Regions from separate parts of the Mus musculus genome. Here region 1 is linked to region 2. Evidence: chromatin contacts called from public HiChIP or PLAC-seq data. All regions are on one chromosome and are shown on one strand. Each heading gives the region's core, a stretch centred on a gene start, on an enhancer-like site or on the middle of the called end of the contact. The rest is flanking DNA. Distances are from core to core; before and after follow the strand shown. Region 1 has its middle 59 kb from the start of Nsmaf. Region 2 overlaps Cyp7a1 (cytochrome P450, family 7, subfamily a, polypeptide 1).

Evidence for each region. HiChIP or PLAC-seq counts read pairs in DNA pulled down with a chosen protein or histone mark.
Region 1: a FOXA1 HiChIP or PLAC-seq map of pancreatic cancer cells shows a contact between it and region 2. The contact joins two enhancer-like sites. A contact is called at or near these places in 1 of 39 promoter capture datasets (neutrophils), 1 of 115 datasets of contacts at active chromatin or transcription factors (pancreatic cancer cells) and 1 of 9 other capture datasets (adipose tissue).

The regions. Positions count from the first base shown.
Region 1 is chr4:6,511,429-6,515,240 of GRCm38.p6, reverse strand. It overlaps the pseudogene Gm11801. Among named protein-coding and RNA genes, the nearest start is that of Nsmaf, 59 kb to the right of the region's middle. Within about 2 kb of position 1,905, at least 21 of the 459 cell types and tissues checked have an H3K27ac peak or open chromatin away from gene starts, as enhancers often do. A contact at or near this core is called in pancreatic cancer cells, where this site is marked.
Region 2 is chr4:6,268,743-6,272,902 of GRCm38.p6, reverse strand. Cyp7a1 (cytochrome P450, family 7, subfamily a, polypeptide 1) reads left to right here. Exons shown (of 6, transcript NM_007824.3): 3 at 13-599; 4 at 1,657-1,787; 5 at 3,672-3,847. Among named protein-coding and RNA genes, the nearest start is that of Cyp7a1, 4.8 kb to the left of the region's middle. Within about 2 kb of position 1,947, at least 3 of the 459 cell types and tissues checked have an H3K27ac peak or open chromatin away from gene starts, as enhancers often do. A contact at or near this core is called in pancreatic cancer cells, where this site is marked.

The DNA.
Region 1 (3,812 bases), core at 656-3,155, 240 kb before region 2:
TTCTCATCATTTTAGATTAAAACTAGCCGAACATATCCACAATACAAATACAAAATTCATCTCTCAGGCTCTCCTTAGCAGAGGCATGAGGTCCTTCTCCAACAGGCAGCATTTGAGTAATGGCCTTGACTGTGAAGCTGAACTTGTCTGCGGCCATTGTATTGCTTTGCTTTGATGTCCAGGTCTCAGACATCACTAGAGATGAAACGGATGCAGATGCTGCCGATGAATGCGTCATTATAGTTTTTACCACCAGAGGGAGCTCATAACCACACTACAGGGAATGATTGGCCCTGCTGCCAGACTGGAGAGAGGATAAATTGCCTACAGATGGAGAGTTTAAACCACATTAAAACTTAATAAAGAATTGCGGATTGACTGAGGGAATTCTAACACTAAAAAAAAAAAAATCTTCCAAAGGCAAAACACAACAGAAATGCCTAAGGCATTCTGTTTGTGCTGTGTTTTTGCTTTTTCTAAAGAGAAAGAGAGCACAAGAAATATTGATTCAATTAGTGAAGCTAAACAAACCAGGAGATTTTAAATAGAATGAGTGTACACAGAGTTTCTCAGCCCTTCCATCTGCCAGAACTCTTCCAGTGGCGTGGTCCTTCTTGTGTGAGCATTGGAGTCTCCCATCTGATCAAGCTTTGATGCCTCAAACTCTTAAAACTTGCATTTCGCATTAAAAACTTCTCCTAAGATTCTCAATGCTTGCAATTAATGTTCCATTTCTACTCCAGTGCGCAATGCCTATTATCAGCAAGATTTAGCTTAAAATGGCATAATCCTTTAATATACATCAGGATCTAATAGGAAGGCTATGCAATGAGGATTAAAATGATAATAGTTTCCAAGCATGGGCAGGAGGCCAGGTGTAGGAAGCAGTTTATAGCCAACTGAATATTGTACTGAAGGACCCTGCCAGCACTGTGGGCACGTATGACAGGGTGATACAAATAACAAAATAACAGCCAAGACCATAAAAATAATAGTAAGCACGGATCTTGGACTGCTCCTGCCACCACAACAAAGTAGCGCAAACTCAAACAACAGAAACAGATTTTCACTGAATTCCAGAGCTAGAATCTGAGATCCCGCCTTGAGCAGTCTATTTCTTCTGAGAGCTGACCTTGGATTGTAAGTGGCTGTCTTCTTCCTGTGTCTTTCCCCTGTGCATGTGTTCTTATCACCCCGTCTTAGAAGAACACAGGTTGCATGGGCTTAAGCTGTAACTAAATGACCCCAGTTTATTAATCAATTCCCTATAGGCCTGTGATCAAATACGGTCCCTTTTTGTGATGCTGTGAGTTGCAGCTTCAAAATATGAATTCTCAGGGAACACATTTCAGCCTCTTACACTCCCCTCCTTCCCAGAACTACTCTGCAGTGCCAGGAAATGTCTAGGAGGCAGCTGGTATAGCCTGAGAAGAAATCACTACAGTGAGCGGCTGCCCACTGAGTAGGGAAGAAGGTTAAAAAAGAAGGAAGAAAAAAGAGCATGTGAAGATAGAAACTACAATTAAGAACAAAACAAGAGACGTTTTCTGGTAATGAAAGAGACTAAAAATAAAATCAAATAAATGTAAGAGGTGAAATAAAAATACGTGTACTTAGAACAACAACATGCTAACGAGTCGAATACTGTTACATGTAGAAAAAGGAAAGGAGACACAAGGGAAATGAAAGAAAGAACGGGGGGGGGAAGAAATAAATAAATTATGGTAAAGCAAAAATATTGCCCAGTAATTTAATAATGTATACGTTAAGTCAGATAACTGCATGAAGAACAACGACTATTTAAATGTAAGAGGTAAAATTACTGCTGAAAGCGTAGAAAGGGGACGAGATGCCAACGGAAAAGAAAATGAGGCGTTGGACGGTTTATTTCTGGTCCTTGAAAACTGGAAACTGACAGTTACATGCCCAGAACTTGGGGAAAGGGAGTGGACCGCTGTGTGGACTTTGTCTTTCCCATTGTTTATGCTGTTGTTGGGTCTATGTGGGACAAGTGAAATCGGCCAGAGCTGCTTTCACCTCTGTAGGTAAAGAGGGACATCTGCTGGTCACGCTTATCATTGCAGTCTGTGGGCGGGGTAGGCTCTCTCACTCCTCCCAGATGTCTGGTCTGCTCCTGGGAGAGTGTTTTCTGGAGTGCTTTGTGGTTGTGAGGAGCAGCTACAGCGCTGAGATCCATACTTTCAAAACCTCGGGAGTGCTAATCATCCTGCTAGATGAACGCTGCCCTGGAAGTTCCGGAGTTGTCGTATGACGGTGGGTAATGCACATGGCCGCAGCAGTTGAGCATCACATCTGCTGACTTCAACCTCAGAGTTGTTGGGAACACAGAGGCCCTTGCACTCACAGAAAAGCATTAAGGACAATCAAGAATACTAAACAAACAGAGGCCCTTTCTTAATGGAGAGATAAAATACCTGTTTTCCTGCCCAGAAAGCTCTGAGTGGATTTTATTAATGTCCTTTCCTATGTCAACACAAGCAAACCCCACCCAAATTCCCTCAAAATGATCGTCCCACTCACTTCCCTCCAGAGGCCATTACTCATCTTTTGGGTGGATGTCACAAGTCTATGCTATGGGTCAGAGACTGCACTAGATTCTAGGCCTTTTGACTATAGAGCCCATCCATCCTCATAGTCGCGTGTGCTTTGTAAAGGAGTTTCTATGTAGTCACACCTTAAGCTTTCTTGTGCACCTGATCATTGCTTGAAAAATCTCTCCCCAAATTGTACTGTTTTAACTATGCTGACATTGAACTCCCTCTCATTAACCTCTCAGGAGTCTGATCCAGGTTGATGAAGTCAGTCTGCACCAGATTTTTTTTTTTTTGGTTTTTTTCGAGACAGGGTTTCTGTGTGGCCATGGCTGTCTTAGAACTCATCCTGTAGACCAGGGTGCAAGGTGGCCTCAGAAATCTGCCTGCTCTGCCTCCCAAGCGCTGGGATTAAAGGCATGTGTTACCACTGCCCCACCATATTTTTATTCTTATCTCTTCCTGGGGTTCACTTCCCTGACTGTATCCATGCAAGGACCCCTTCAAGCTGCCACACTGCATCTCTGCGAGTGAGAAGAGCAGGACTAACCTGACCTTTCTAACCTGAGCCAGCTTTTGCCACCTCCACCTTTCACCTTCTCAGTGCCTATCCTCCCCCTCCAAAACTGCCTGACTGGAACTTCCCCCTCACATGGGGGCTCCAGCTGACCACATTGGGGCTCCCCATCCCTAGCGTGTTCCCTGACCTAGGTCCTCTGGAGTAGCTCATCTTTTAGCAAGAGTCACTCTAAAGATTGTATTCTTCATTGCCCAGCGTCTTGGAATAACGTTACAGGAATGTTATTCTCTCAGGGCTGATTGTCTGACTGCGGCTATCTGGCCTGCCTATGAAAGTTGTCCAGAGGGTAGGAATAGACAACTTTCACTCTGCCTACCTTCCCAGAGTGCTCTCTGCCCTCCTGGGTGCCTCTAGCTCTGCTTCCTCCTACGTTTGGTCTTGAGAGACCAAATCTTTTGGGTTCAGACTCCATCTTAAAGAACCTGACCTAAGGTTGACTAACAAGCCAGTACCTAGCCCCAGGCTACGCCCCCAACAAGACTGTGTGTCTAGCACCAGTTTCCATGTTATTCACCAACAAATCTGTGTACCCAGGTTACAAGCCCGCTCCTGACACTTCACTTCCTAACAACCACCAATCAGGAGAAAAGCAAAAATTAAATTTATGTTTTGGATCCCAGCACCAACCATAACGGCCCCATACATAATCAGATGTGTACCCGTCTAGAAACCTCCTTCTT
Region 2 (4,160 bases), core at 698-3,197:
ATTTTCCGCTAGGCATTTGGACACAGAAGCATAGACCCAAGTGATGGAAATACCACGGAAAACATAAACAAGACTTTTAACAAAACCCTCCAGGGAGATGCTCTGTGTTCACTCTCTGAAGCCATGATGCAAAACCTCCAATCTGTCATGAGACCTCCGGGCCTTCCTAAATCAAAGAGCGCTGTCTGGGTCACGGAAGGGATGTATGCCTTCTGCTACCGAGTGATGTTTGAAGCCGGATATCTAACGCTGTTTGGCAAAGATATTTCAAAGACAGACTCACAAAGAGCATTTATTCAAAACAACCTTGACAGCTTCAAACAATTTGACCAAGTATTTCCGGCACTAGTGGCGGGCGTCCCTATTCACTTGTTCAAGACCGCACATAAAGCCCGGGAAAGGCTGGCTGAGAGCTTGAAGCACAAGAACCTGTACATGAGGGACCAGGTCTCTGAACTGATCCGTCTACGCATGTTTCTCAACGATACACTCTCCACCTTTGATGACATGGAGAAGGCTAAGACGCACCTCGTGATCCTCTGGGCATCTCAAGCAAACACCATTCCTGCAACCTTCTGGAGCTTATTTCAAATGATCAGGTGACTAGTAATTTAAGTGTTTACTCCTCATGGTGATGTATAGTTCAATTTTTAGCTCAAAAACTGAAAAGACTTGTAGCTTTCTGAGCCGTCAATCAAGAAAGTGATACTTAATGCCAATGTTTAGCATGTACATAACAGAAGCAGCCTTTTGTAAGAGCACAGTCCCATCGAAGGGATGTCCCAGAAGCCACAGATCTCAGATAGCCTAGCACTCTGTCAATGCAGGTTCCCTGGCCCAGTCTTGCTCTTCACCCCATAGTATTCTTCTTAATGTCAAATTAAATTCATGACTGCAGTCTTCACCACCATATAAACATTTTAAATGATGACTGGCTTGCCGATGTGACAAGGGCAGTGGCTGGCAACGCCTTACTGATTTGAGCATTCCCATTTTCCTGCTGTCTCACAGGAATTCACAGCAAAGTAGCACCATTGATTTCATATCATATATGAGCTGCAGCCATATTTTAAGTCACACAACTACTTGTTAGTCAAACATTTCTGAGGCTCAGTTCACTGTAATCAGGTTTCACACTCAGCCTCAAGCCATTTTCCAGACATTGAAATGGAATATCCTTTATCTCACCATTAAAAAATAACAATACAAGTGGCAGCACAGTACTGACACTATGGTATGCATTGTAAGGATAAACTTTAACTCCTACTTGGGAATTAGCCAATCCTTGGTAATTGTATGTTAGGGGACATATTCCTTCTGATTTACTATGTTCATCATGTATTAGAATCATTAATTTATAGAGAGCTGACCAAAGCTTTGCTTTTACATAGCAAGGCCCCTTTAATGCCCCTGCATGAACTCAAGGACATGAATCCAGTTCAGTGCCCTTTTGCATACTCCCTGTCTGTCTCCCCTTGGCATACATACTCTTACACATTCCTATGACCCTCTCCCTTTGCACACTCCCTGGTACCATGATCTCTCCTTGCACAATCCTTACTACCATAACCACCTCATTAAAAGAAATGAATAATTCTTACTTGCTCGCAGATCTCTAAATAAGGACACCCCCCCCCCATATGTCTCCTTCCATAGGAGCCCTGAAGCAATGAAAGCAGCCTCTGAAGAAGTGAATGGAGCATTACAGAGTGCTGGCCAAGAGCTCAGCTCTGGAGGGAATGCCATTTACTTGGATCAAGAGCAACTAAACAACCTGCCAGTACTAGGTATGCTTGCTCTGCTACGCCTCATTCACCATGTCAGTAATAACAATGCTCAACATATACCTTGTGCGTTAAGCCAAGTATGTAGCACCTGCCACACAATAGGATAACTAGGGACATTTTCATTCGTGTCTACCCAGCAGGGGACTGAGACCCAGAGGGCAGGATGATGCCTGGGATCAGAAAAGGAAACAGTGGCAGCACTTCTGATACTCAGCCACTCTGTGACCTTTGAGTTAGTCCATCAAAACCATTAAGCTTAAGAATACAGGCAGCAGGAGTTAATGAGAGCAAGGTACCATCAAGGAAGAGTGATTGGGTTGGCTAGTTGGACTGAGCGAGGCTTTGCCTCCTTTGTCCCCATATTTGCTAGAATACAGAAGTGTCACGTGCTTATAGTAAAACAAATAGTAAACCAATGACTCACTGCAGTGAACACTTGCAAGAAAGCTATTTAGGTAAAAGAGTGTGCCAGACCAAGACACGCCTCAGCTTCCATGGAAAGATCAATAATAATAATAATAACAGCTATTTTTATTATTTTGATTCTTTTCTTTTCAAGGGAAGTCACAAGGCAGATGTGGAGGGATGGTGAGATGAGGGGGACTGGAGTGCATGATGTAAAATTCATAAAGAATCAAAAAAAGTTAAAAAATAGTGACAGAAATCTAGGTACGGTGCTGCCTGATGTAGGAGTCTTGGACACCTCCCCCTTCTCATTTGTAAATGAAGTGCTAACTATTTATGACTGCATATACAGTCGTGCCATGGACCCTGAGAACAAGGCAGCTGACGGTTAGAGGCCTGATGGCCAGATTGGACCTCTCTTAGACTCCAGCTATTCTGAGGTTTATATTGTTTCTGCATGCCTCTACCCAGAAGCAGGACAGCATTGTGCATCCTCAGATAACCTATGACTGAAAGGGAGATTTCCTAAACTTCCTAAAAATGGCACGTTCGTGAAATGATTGGAGAGACATTTCTTTATCAGTATGTTTAGTCTCCAAAGTGATCAACAATAACTCACACAAAATATTGATTACTAGTTTATCCAATATTATTAACTGTTCAGTGTTCTACGGAAATAATATTACTGTTCTATAAAGTGAGGGATAGCTATCTAGTTCTCATTGATGGTGAAGATTGATATATCAGATCAAATATTAACTTAGATCAGTGGTTCTTAACCTTCCTAATGCTGTGGTACTTTATGTTGTGGTGACCCCCCCCCCAACCATAAAATCGTTTTCATTGCTACTTCAGAACTATAATTTTGCTACTATTATGAGTTGTAATGTAAAAAGCCTATGAAAAGCTTGTTTGACACCCTTGCCCCAAGGGATCATGACCCACAGGTTGAGAACCATTGACTTAGATGCTCAGATTGAAAATATATTTCAGCTGAGTCACCAAGAACAGTACATTGGCAGCAGACACAGCTTTCAGTAGCGTTTATCCCTTAGCTTCCCATGTGCTTGTTTATTTATTTATTTTTTATTTGCTTGTTTTGTATGTAGGTTGTCAGAAGTATTTCAGGTAGTGTGTTATGTAGCCTGCAAGAGCATAAATTCAGGGCTGGGGAGATGGCCCAGCAGTTCAAAGCACTTGCTGCTTTTGCAGAGGACCCAGGTTTAACTCCCAGCACCCATTTAGAGGCCTACAACCACCCATAAGTCTAGTTCTGGATTATCCGACAATTTCTTTTGACCTGTGCAGACATTAGGCATGTGCATGGCACATGTGTATACATACAGGCAAAACAGCCACAAGCATAACAATGTATAAACTGAGACTATTTTAATGTATACATTATTCTCTCCTGTACTGCCATTTCGTTTCCTCCTTTCCTTCCCTCCCATCTGACTTCTTCTATTTAAAAATATTTAGATAGCATCATCAAGGAGGCTCTGCGGCTCTCCAGTGCATCCTTGAATATCCGGACAGCTAAGGAGGACTTCACTCTACACCTTGAGGATGGTTCCTATAACATTCGAAAAGATGACATCATAGCTCTTTACCCACAGTTAATGCACTTGGATCCTGAAATCTACCCAGACCCTTTGGTAAGTTTCTGCTCATCATAGTTCAGTATTATGGTGATATCCATGCAGGTTTAGATAAGGAATGGTTTTGTAGTGCAGCTTTGATTTTCTCATTGAAACCATAGTTATTTTCCCTGTCATTACTGCAAATATTCATGTTTGGACACTTTGGGTAGAGGCAAGAGTTTTAGTCCTTATATTTTTCATTTCATAGATCCTGCAAAGTTACCTTTGTCTTTTTCTTAAGAAAAAAAAATACCTTCTCCCAGATCCTCACTATTGGAGAATAATGTATCCAACTCCATCCTTCCAGTTTCTGTTTAGAACCCTTCTT